Regions from separate parts of the Gossypium hirsutum genome. Here region 1 is linked to region 2. A link is a contact called in public Hi-C data. All regions are on one chromosome and are shown on one strand. Each heading gives the region's core, a stretch centred on a gene start, on an enhancer-like site or on the middle of the called end of the contact. The rest is flanking DNA. Distances are from core to core; before and after follow the strand shown. Region 1 holds the start of LOC107914352 (auxin-responsive protein IAA9). Region 2 holds the start of LOC121222421 (50S ribosomal protein L7/L12).

Region 1 (6,056 bases), core at 1,808-4,307, 140 kb after region 2:
CGCCATCAGAATTTATCTAACAGTCTTTCTTGGACTTGTCCATTGCTTTAGGAGCTGTATGACACAGAAAATGCCAGCTAACATTAAAACCTTAGATTTTGTCCAGTTATGGTTCAATAGGCAAAGTGAAACCACTGGACATAACTCAGATATTACATGGTAGGAGTGCAAAACATATGCATATACCCAGATTACAAACAAATAATTTAATGAATTTGATCCATACTGCAGAGCTTGCTAAACATAAATTACTTACCTAATCCGATCGCATCAGCACTCTTCATTATTTTCAACCTCCTGCATGTTTCAATAAACATCCTGCAACAAATCAAATCACAGTTAGGTAACTTGACTGAGGAAATCAATCTACAAGTTTAAATAAGCAGCACTTGCATGCCAAATTAATTTCAGTATTAACAAAAATGTAGAATAGGCACAGAAAAGAACAAACACAAACACAAATACTAAATCTATTTATTTGTATGTCTCCTGTTGACAACAAATAGGAGAGCCAAAGTGCTTACTGACAAAAGAAATTCAGTCTTCAAAGATACATGCTGCCTATGTAATTTAAGATTTAAGGGGGGAGGGGAAGAATTTGGGGACAATAAAATGTCAAGGCAAATACTGATGTTGAGTGAATGAAGCTTACTCCCATGGAACATCCCCAACCAGCATCCAGTCACCATCTTTATCCTCGTATGTAAGCACATATTCCGATCCATGCAAAAGATCCTTCAACTTGCTCTCACTCAAGATTTCCTTCCCAGGAGTACCATGAGCCCCACATTGACCTGAAATGATAATGAAAATGTGGTAACCAGGTCCATGACAAATAACAGAAGTTTTCCTTTATTATGTGCATTTCTTGCAACAAGAAGGATTCAGCTCGATAATGCAATAAGGCAAAGAATGCAACGATAGCTTACCAAGGGTGAAACAGCTGAACATCTTCTCAAGAGCAGAAGACAGTTCCTGGTAAGTTGAATACATTCTCAAATCTACCTTCCTCAGATAAGGAGCTCCATCCATACTGACCTTGACAAAAAGAGTACCAGGTCCCGGTTTTCCATCAACTTCGTCATTGTTTTTTGAAGAAGTGGTCAGTGTTTTAGTCCTAAATGATCTTATTGGAGGCCAACCAACAACCTGAGCCCTGCTAAGAAAAGGGATATCATAACAACAATAAAAAAGGATAAGAAATAATGCCCTTTATACCATCAAAGCTTAAGAGTCATTTCTCAAGCTAATTATACTTACTTGGCAGTAGGTGCACTGCTGTTGTTAGAAATGTCAGTTCGGTTGACTTTGGTTCCATTACTGGTGCAAGGCTGTTCTTGTATCTCATTTGCAGGCCCGTCTTTCTTTACAGATGCTTGAGCTACAGAGTATTTTCCATGTGACACAGGTTGCAGAAATTGAGAATCCGGAACAGCTCCAGAACCCACCCATTTTTTTTCAGTGTATATGGTGCCTTTCACCTCAGAGAATCCCCTTTTGTTTCCAGTAACAACACTTTTCTGGGATGATGAGCAGATTACATCTTTAGAAGGAAGTAGAGGAAACAGTGTCTTCTCATCAAGTTTTCCCGAGTTTAGAAAGCAAAGCTCAGTTTCTCTCTCAGGGGACTGGGATCCAGGAAGACCAAGCCTCAGCTCTGTGGCTTTCAAATTCAGGTTATTCCCATTATCATCCAGGACACCGGAGCTGTCAACTGAACAAAAATCTGATAATCCAAGATAATTCCACTCCCTTATCCCCAAGCCATTTTGGGAGATACATTCAACAGATGAAGAAGAAACCCTACTCTGCCCTTCCTCCTCCACACCAAGCAACAGCGGAGACATCAGAACTCAAAGCTTCTCAAGATAGCCTCTTAAAACCACATAGAAAAACAAAAGACAAATCAAAATTTCCGCAAACTAACAAGAATAAAACCGTTTAAGCCAAGTTATTTGAAAACAGAAGATCCAAAAACCACTACAAATTACAGCAGATCACAATTTATTTTACAAAGATATCTAAATTAAACCTTCAAGTAGACTCATTCACAATTACTATTAGTTCCAGGTGAAAACCCACCCATGCATTAGCTGTTTCTGAATCCACTAACAATACCCATGAAACCCACCTCAACTCATTTTTTCAAACAACTTCAGCTACAATAATTGGTTGTTATGCGTCAATTTTTATTGTTTATAAGGGTAACAATTAATCAAGGTTCTCACCTTCTAAAGCTCAAATAATGGTGTAAGCCAGAAAACCTGCATTAGAGCAATCTAACTCATAAAACTAAATTACATAAACGGAAATATCTTTTAACAAGTCGAGAATAATTACCACTATGATTTTACAAGAAAAACAGTGCAGCAAAAAAGGACTCCAATTTTACAGTCTTACGGAAATTCTAGCAAAATCTTACGAGAAAGAACAGAGCTTAAAATAGAAAAAAAAAATTAACCGTGAAGAACAAATTTTATTTAGCTCATAAAAAGATAGGGAGAATATTAAAGGGAAAAAAAAGTCAACTCTCTTATGCATTAAATCTTTCTGCAACAGCCCATTTTCCCTGAATAAAAGCAGTAAAAAGAGAGAAAGGGAAACAAAGAAAAACAAAGCAGAAAAAAAGTAGCAATCTTTTTCCTCCATTTTCTTTTGCTTTTGCGGCAACCAAACAGATACAATAACAGGGGGAGGGGGAGAAAAACTTGAGATCTTACCTTTGATCTCAAGCAAAACTGCAAAACAAAAATCGAACAGAAAAACTGAAATTTAAAAAAATAAAATAAAAAGAAAAGAGCTTACAGGAGTAAAACTTGGTAGAGTTGCAGAGTAGACAAAGAAAAGAAGATCGATTACTGCTTTCAAATATTGCAGGCTAAAATGCACGAAGTGCAGAGAAAATAAAAGCAGAGAGAGAAAGAGAATAAGCTTAAGACCCTTCCATTATAAGCAGAAAGCCATAAAAGTCATTAAAGAAACTCGAGAAGTAAAAAATAAAAAAGCAGGGGCAAAAGCGAAAATAAACACAAAAAGTTGTGTAAACTTTGTACTCATTGTGAAAGAATGGGACCATGTCGGGTTATATAGTTATACTGCGCCGGTCTATGGGGTTGAAGGGTATCTGATCTGACGGTTGAGATTGGTGTGGCAATGAAGGGATCTAGACCGTTCGATTTCCCAAAAGAACTTATAATTAAACACGTGTCATCATATTTGACTAAAGTTAGTTTTGATTGGTTCCCGGTACTTGTTGTACTTTTTTCTTTAGCTCAAGCTAGGCAATAGGCATACCCTTTTTACCTTACTATTCATATATAATGTTTTTTTTATCGTTTTAGATTTATGGATATTTTTAATTTTAAATATTTTTCGCTTGTAATTTTTTACTCTTAATTTATAATTTCATTTTTACAATAAAGTGAAACCTCACATGAGAATACAAATTAAAAATGAAAATAGTTCCTATAATGAATGTGAGTCTCTTTCTGTTTCATTCTATTTTTCATGTCCCCAATTCAAAGTATATAAAAAACAAATAATTATTATCGATTGAATATTAATTCGATTAATATAAATATTATTATTGATGTAGGAGGATGTTAAGTACATTGAAGTACATTATCTTCCAATTTATGGATTAAAAATTATGGGTAATTAGACATTGTATCAAAAAAGAGCATATATATTATCAAAACATATAATAAAATTGTTTTTAAAAAAAACCAACAATTATTCAACAAAATATTTAATCTATTGAACTTTGTCATGTAAATTGGGTTTAACCTCACACTCCTATTTTGATCGACACAATCTTTTTATTCATCAGATTTCCCTTCAAATGTATGAAATTATAAATTAAATAATAAAATTACTTTTTAATCCTCCAAAAATTTATTATTCATTTTTTACCACATAAATGGAAATTTTTGCATATATGTGACCTTAAACATGAATTCTATTGAATGCGACTTTTTATGGGTATGGAATACAAGTGGAAATAATAATTGATGTCTAAACGAAATTAGGACTTTGTCTACCAAAGTCACTCAAAATTCAACCACTCCTCCCTCAGTGCTCCGTTATCTAAGTCTTGTAAGTCATTCTTGATATGCAATAAAAGGAATTTTATGTATTTTTTTTATCCATAGTATTTTCATCTTCATTTTTAAAAAAAATTGAAATGAACATGACGTATGAAAATTTTAAATTTTACCATATTAATACCATCTATCAATTAAATAGTTTGTATATGATGAATGCACACAGCTCACTGATACAAAGTTGTAAATGATTATTAGTCTGATGAATGTTATTAATCACGGTCCTATAATTTTTTAATTAAAATTACCCCTATCAACTATAAATTTTTATTTTTATTCTTAAGCACGAGATATATTTTCGTTTTTTATTAAAAGAAATTATTAATTAAATCCTAATGACTGTAATAAAAACTGAATTATAAAAAGTAAAATAATTTTAATAATTAGATCAAAATAAATAGTTGGATTTTATATTTAACTTACATCCTGCAATTAAAAAACATTTGTACATCTTTACTTTCATATTTAAATTCTTATATTTTGTCGCCGTACATTTTACTGCTATTTCTTTTACATTTTTTAATAAAATTGAATAATCTTTACTTTATTTGCATGATGGAAAGGGAAAAAAAATAAAAGATTGAGTGTTATTTTTATTTTAATGAGGTAAATTAAATATAAAATCTAATATTTAGATTCATTTATTTTAATTTAATAATTAAAATCATTTTTATTCTCATAATTCTTATTTTAAAAATTCTCATTATAATTGTCATCTAAATAAATAAGCAAATTTAATAACATATACTTTAAAGTAATCTTATATTTCATGTACAAAATATCATATCCAAATCAATAATTTTAAAAAAAATAAAACATTTCGTAAACCAAACTATGCCATCATTAACTTTGCTTACTGCGGCTCGTCCGAAATATGGGAGGGTTCGAATAAAAATATAAGTCCAAAATATGGGCTTGAGCAAAAAAACGAGGCCCATTTAAAAAATGGGCCGGGCCTTGGGCACCACTTTTTTGACCCGGGCCCAACCCGAATATAATAAATATATATTTTCATTTTTATTTTTTAATTTTAAAATACTTTTAAAATTATTTTTTTTTATTTTTTTATATTTTTAAAATAATTTTTTAATGTTTATTTTAAAAATGGACGGGCCGGGCTCGGGCTTATGATATTTTTCTCGGGCCGGGCCTAGGAAAAATTTCAAGCCCATATTTCGGACCAGGCTCGGGATTAGGAGGCGGGCCAAAATATTTTTCTAGGCCCGGCCCGGCCCATGGACAGGTCTACTATGACTCATGTTAAAAAAATTTTAAAAATTTGTATAATATGTAGAGATTTTTAACAAACAATATCTCTAAGTTTAAGAGAAAGTCTACACTTTCTTACTTGGTATACTTTTATTTATACCCAAATTTTATCATTTTTAAAATTCATATAATCATTTCTCAAAAATTATATTGAATAACTTAAAAATTAGTTATCACCTTCTCCACTAAATTTTAAAAATGGAAAAATAAATAAATAAAATGGCATGAAAGGGGTAAAAGTGGAAAAAAGAAAAGGTGGGTTGGTAGGGAAACATGTAAAAGGACAATAAAAATAGGGGATTAAGAAGGAGGGGGGGGGGGCAGAGGAAACAGGGGAAAGAGCAGTGATTGGGGGGACAGCAAAAGCGCTATTTCCAAGTCGGTTTGCCGGGTGGTGACCCGGACACAACCTCTTTCATTTTTTCTTAATTTCAATCATGCCCCTTCTCTTTTCATTTCTTTTTTCTTTTTTGCCAACCCCCTTCTCTCTTTACCTATTACTTCTCTACTTTTATACATATTTTTATAAGCTTCAAATATGTTTCAATTCCATGTTTTCTTAGTAATTTAGTATTTTTTATTTTTAAAATTTTAGTTTATTTATTTTTTCATATTCCAAATATCAAGCCTAACTGTTAACATTGATAAACTTTTGTTAAATTTATTAGTGTGACGTTTTCAAAT
Region 2 (6,200 bases), core at 1,832-4,331:
AATGAAAAATGTTCTTGGTTCATATGGGCCTTTAGACTAAACCCTAATGACCCTACTGACTAGACTTGGCAAATTAGGAGTTCAAACCCTAACCATAATTGTTTAAAGTCTATAAAAATAATAATGTAACCTCAGCTTGGATAGGTGAACATTATAAAGAAAAATTCATTGCTGATCTTGATTATTCTCTGAAATCATTACAACAAGATGTCAAAAGAGATTTATGTTGCATAGTTTCACTAACCAAATGTAGGAGAGCTAAACTTAGGGCATTGGAATTAATTGAAGGAGCTTATAAGGCTCAATATGAGAAGATTTATGAGTATTTGTTGGAGGTTAGGACCTAAAATGAGGGAACAACAACAATTTGTTATCTGGATAACAGGTTGTTTCAAAGGATGTATGTCTGTCTGCAGGCATGCAAAGATGGCTATAGGGCTGGTTGTAGGAGGATAGTAGGTTTAGATGGATGTTTCTTGAAGGGCTACTATGGTGGCTACTTGCTTGCAGCTGTTGGGATAGATGCAAATAATGGCATCTATCCTCTTGCATATGCTGCTGTCGAAAGTGAAAACCAAGCATCATGGTTTTGGTTCTTGGAGTTGCTTGCAATAGACTTGGAAATTGTGAGCTCATACTAGATATCTTTCATGTCTGACAAACAAAAGGTAAAACTCTATTTATTTATGTTGTTTCTATTTAGGGTTAGGGTTTGTCAAAGAATTAAACTGTATTTGTTCTAATTGCAGGGACTTTTAGAAGTAATATGTATGTTGTTTCCTAATGCAGAAACAAGACACTGTGTTAGACACCTACATACCAATTTCAAGAAGGTTGGTTTCTGAACAAAATAACTAAAAGATTTACTTTGGAAAGTTGCTAGAGCAAGCGCTACAAGGGATTTTGAAGATGCCATGGATGAATTGAAGAAAACCAATCAACATGCTTATGATTGGTTGAAGGAAAAGAACCCTACTCGTTGGTCAATGTCTCACTTCTCAATTAGGAGCTATTCTGACATGTTGGTGAATAATCTTTCTGAATCTTTTAACAAGGTAAACCCCTATGTTTTATGTTTCTTACTAATCATTAGCATTTCACTAATCCTTTATGTTGTTTACTGGTAGATGATACTGGAAGCAAGAGGGAAACCTATTCTACCATGATGGAAATAATAAAGACCAAGATTATGTTGCTTATTGTCAAGAAGAAAGAAGAAGCTAACAAATGAAAAGGAATGTTGTGTCCAAAGATCAAGAAAAAGCTGGATGTAAATATAAAAGATTCATTGAGGTAAAGTTACCATTTTTAATCTTTCTAATGCCTTTATTCTGACTTCATGTTGCTGATCACAAGCTGTTTTAGTGAATGTTTTTTAATATGCATGCAATGATTGTTGGTGTGTATGACTATTTTTTAATATACATGTTGTTGACTATTTTTTAATATGCATGCAGTGAGTATTTTTTAATAATATGCATGCAGTGATTGTTGGTGTGTATGACTATTTTTTAATATACATGCAGTTGACTATTTTTTAATATGCATGCAGTGAGTATTTTTTAACAATATGCATGCAGTGATTGTCGGTGTGTATGATTGTTTTTTAATATACATACTTTTGACTATTTTTTAATATGAATGCAATGAGTATTTTTTAATAATATGCATGTAGTGACTGCTTTTTAAGTGTGTGTGTGTGTGTGTGTGTATCATTGTTGGTGGGGCTGCTCACAATGTTGTTTTAGTGATTGTTTTTTAACCAAGCATGATGACTATTTTTTAGATGTGTTCCATCACATGATAGTAGGGACAGGTATCAAGTTGAATGTGGTCCATGCAGCCAGCATGTGGTGGACTTAGTTGAGAATTCCTGCTCCTACAGGAATTGGGATCTCACTGGCGTCCCTTACATGCATGCACTAACTGTCATTCATCTAAAAGATGAGTTCCCAGAGACCTATGTACAAACCTAGTACACCAAACAAACCCAACTTCAAATTTAATCAAACTTTATAAGGCCAGTAATGGGTCCTAAACAATGGGTCTCTTTGTCAAACATGCTGCCAATACTGCCTCCTACACTAAGAAGGCCAACTGGCAGACCTACTAGGGTGAGAGGGAAAGAACCTAATGAGCCACAAACAACAGAATGGTTGAGCAAGAGAGGGGTGGACATGAGGTGCAATAAATGCAAAAGAATAGGCCACAATAAGAGGAGTTGCAAAGGGGAAGTTGGCCAAAACATTCTAGTAAGTCAAAACATTCTGTTTATGAATTTGTTTGACAGATTTCACTTGTTCCTGTAGGTCAAAAGACATAAAGTTGGTGTTCACAACCAAGTGGTGCCCCAAATTAGCAACAGGCTACCCCAAATCAGCAAGAGAGTACCCTAACTCAACAGGCTACCCCAACTCAATTACAAACTGCCCCAACTCATCAACAAGCTGCCCCAACTCACCAAAAAGATGCTGCCCCAAGAGAAAAGCTCTCATTCAAGAGAAAACCAACCATTGTTAAATGGATGCCTCCTACTCAAGAGTCATCCATGACAGACCAATGATGATATTGTGAACAAACCTTATTTTGTTAACTTTTTAAAATTGTGTAAATTTGTCTACTACTGATTTATTAACTTAGGCAGATTAATTTTTGTAAATTTGCTTATGATTGCTACTGTTGATAAACTTAGGCATATAGTCACTAATTTTTTTTTGTAAATTTGCCTACAATTCACTTCTGTTCAATTTTGTTGAATTGTAGGAAAATTTGGCAATATTATGCCCCTCATTCCTTTTGTAAACAGTTTGACGTTTTCGCCTTAATATATGAGCATTGATCCATGCAATTTGTGTTATCTCTTCTAACATATGAGTATTGAAAAAACAAATGTGTGAGAATTGAGAAATACAAATGTTTCTTTTATCTTTTATCTTTTCTGATATATGAGTATTGAGAAATACAAATGAAATGAAGATTAAACATTCTTTCAAGTCTATCAACTTTGAAATGAAATCAAATATTACAAAATAACTTTCTAACTGTTGTAAGCAACAACAATATTACAAAACAATTTGTAAGCAACAACCACATATTATATTCCATTTCAAGTCTTTCAAGTTTGTAAACAACAACATGAGCTGGTTAGCCATGTATACCAGTAGCCATGTATAACAACATAAGCAACAATATACCAGTAGCCATATATAACAACATAAGCAACAATATACCAACAACAATATTATAAAACATAAGCTGGTTTTCAATGCTAACAACAACAACATAAACTAATTTAAGATTTAAAAAAAAAACAACACAGTTACAAATACAAGCACCAAAAATCATATTTTTCTCTTCTTCCTCCTTGCATCCTTCAATGTCCTTACTTTTTTCAGAAGACCCAACAACACAATTCATGAATGGTGGATCAAATTAGGTGTAAAACCGACATGGTTTTCGAAATCTACTGCCAAATTTCTTACACCCAAAAAACCTCCTACCTGGGTTGTCATTGGACCAAGACGTGTTTAATTCGGCTGAGTTTCCACAATAGCACACCGGAATCACTTCAAGCATCTCCATTTTTCCTTTTCTCCCTTTTCTTCTTCTTTTTCTTTTTCTCTAACCTTAGAATGGTGTGGTAGGGTTGTTAAATTGAGAGTAACCGGCCAACTGGAGGATTTTTTGACACCAAAGACACCATCATCTGCCATGTCACTTTGCCGTGACGTCTGTGATGAAAAACGGCAAAAAGGACTGTTTTGTAACTTTTCAAAAGTTAAGTGACTGAAATGAAACCTAAGTGACTGTTTTGTCAGCTAACCCAAAGTTGGGTAACTGTTGGTACCTAAATTTTTTTAAAAAAACTATGTATAAAATTCCGAAAATACCCTCGTCTATTAAAACCCTCCGATTTCCTCTAAACATAAAACCTAACACTGAAACTCCACTCTTAATTTCTCCAACAATGGCTTCCACCATCTCAAAGATCCCCACTCACTCCCTCTTCAAACTCCTCGTTTCGTCCTCACCCAAACCACCCGTTTCCTGCTTCATTTCCACCGCCACCGCCACCGCCACCGCCACCGCCACCGCTGAGAACCGGACTCAGAAACTCGAACGCATCGCCGACGAGCTTTTAGATCTTACAAGGCTCGAACGCTACGACTATTCCATCCTCTTCCGTCTTAAACTCGGCCTCAACTGCTACGGACCTGCCGTATCCGGCGTATCCTCCGCCGCCGCTTCGGGTCCGGGAACCGGATCCAGCGCAGCCGAAACGAAAACGGCGGAAAAGACGGCGTTTGATATAAAGCTGGAGAAATTCGATGCGGCGGCCAAGATAAAGATAATAAAAGAAGTGAGGACGTTCACGGAATTGGGTTTGAAAGAAGCGAAGGATATGGTGGAGAAAGTTCCGGTTGTGGTTAAAAAGGGAGTAACAAAAGAGGAAGCTGAGGCCATTATTAAGAAGCTCCAAGAATTGGGTGCTACTGTGGTACTTGAATGATTTTATTTATTTGACTAAAGGTGTAGAATAATTGTTGTTTTGATGAAATGGGAACAAAAGTGTTTGAGGATATTGTTGTTATTGGTATTACCAATAGAATTTGAAAGTGAGAAACTTTGCTGAAGTCAATTTGATCCATTGATTGGGTTTGTTTTGGAATAGTTTAGTTTAGGGTGTATTGAAATGAATGGATTAGGATGGATTAATGGTAGTACCTGCAGTTCACCTTCTATTTGAGAATGGTGGTGACCGGTGCCAATGCCCCTTGGCGTTGGGTCCCTTTAAAATTCAAGTTGACTCGTGATTATGCTTCATTGTTAGTTCACTCTAATATTTGTGCTCTGATATATCAATTAAGGATTTTTATAATTTCATGTTTCATAATCTATAATCATATTTGAACGTCGAGCGAACATGAATAAAGAAAGATTCAGCCACCTTTCTGGGATTAAGTTATCGATTGAGCTCAAGTCTTTTGCTGCTTTGGAATTATGCCCTTAATTCAGAAACTATAAGTTAAACGCAGTTTTAAGTATTACAAATGGGAAACTGACTCGATCTTCAGATCTTGAAATCAACCAAAAAAGGAATATATTATTTATCATATTCTAAAAGCACTGTTAATTACAAATCGCCTATAAACTAGCAATACAACTAAGTGGCTTATGGCAACAGCGATAATCAACTAGAAATCGTAACAAAAACCTAGGCAATATCTAATTTACACTAGATGAGATTCAGCCCTGGTTAGCACTTTCTGCTAAAGGAGCTCATTTTTCGAGTTCCCCACCTGCCCATAACTATCACCTCAAGAAAACGTTGTGCGTCTAATCTTGAACTGGCAACCGCAGGAGTTTGCCATATGAACTAGTACACTCAGCTGGCATATGTTGGAAGCTTCATTTAATTGCTCTATCGGCAGTAATTCCACTTCCATCCGCTACCAATTTCTTCACGTAATACTTGGATTTACGAGATAGATTAATCTTTTTCCTCCTTTCATCAGGTATCATGTCGATGCTACACTCCGTAAACCCACGCCTTACAAACCTGCTAAAACCACACTGTTTTATATATCATATCCTGGACATCGGATGGAGAATATTCAATATAACTCAACTCCCCCTCTTTCTCCAGATTACAAGGTTGCTTCAAATTTATCTAAAAGGTGAATGAAAATAATTCCATGTTTGAAATGATGTAGTGGGAAAAAAATACAGACCAATCAGCAGTCCGAGTTGTCAGAAGGAAAAGCCTATCCAATCTGAGTGAGGACGCCTTCTTCTCAATATAATCTGCAGATATTTGATTATTAGGAATGATATTGGTTGGTTGACCACAAAAAATTTCCCAGAAGTTTGTATCACATCAAAGTGATGCTAATTAGAACAACATTCATAATCAGATTCAAATCCAGCATCATTCCACGATTAGATAGTGAGAGCTAAACTAATCAGCAAATCTTTTGTATGCAATCCATCCTACAGTCAAAAAAGGTACTTTGTCGGGTGAGCATTTCTAATAAGATCAGAGCTGACAGGTTCTTGCATTGCGTTGCTTTTCAGCTTCAACAGAATAAGTAGCAGAGTACAATCATGTCTAATATGACATAAGCAGTGAAGATAGAGATTTTCAATATCATACCAAGCAATTTATCCCCCTGTCCTTGTCCTCGGCACTCGGGAGAAAC

What was found. Hi-C and Micro-C count contacts between places; a contact is called where the count stands out from the background.
Region 1: a contact with region 2 is called in a Hi-C map of leaf, with 2.4 times the contacts expected there. The contact joins the promoter of LOC107914352 here to the promoter of LOC121222421 in region 2. A contact is called at or near these places in 4 of 34 Hi-C or Micro-C datasets (hypocotyl and leaf).

The regions. Positions count from the first base shown.
Region 1 is chrD10:13,730,322-13,736,377 of Gossypium_hirsutum_v2.1, forward strand. LOC107914352 (auxin-responsive protein IAA9) reads right to left here and starts at 3,058. Exons shown (of 7, transcript XM_016843251.2): 1 at 2,806-3,058; 2 at 2,229-2,264; 3 at 1,261-1,875; 4 at 930-1,156; 5 at 653-794; 6 at 257-318; 7 at 1-54. The coding sequence starts at 1,847. The coding sequence ends at 17.
Region 2 is chrD10:13,589,644-13,595,843 of Gossypium_hirsutum_v2.1, forward strand. LOC121222421 (50S ribosomal protein L7/L12) reads left to right here and starts at 3,082. Exons shown (of 1, transcript XM_041103153.1): 1 at 3,082-4,634. The coding sequence starts at 3,869. The coding sequence ends at 4,510. It overlaps LOC121222420 (probable amino-acid acetyltransferase NAGS2, chloroplastic), which reads right to left. Exons shown (of 10, transcript XM_041103151.1): 8 at 6,155-6,200; 9 at 5,733-5,805; 10 at 5,085-5,560. The coding sequence ends at 5,410.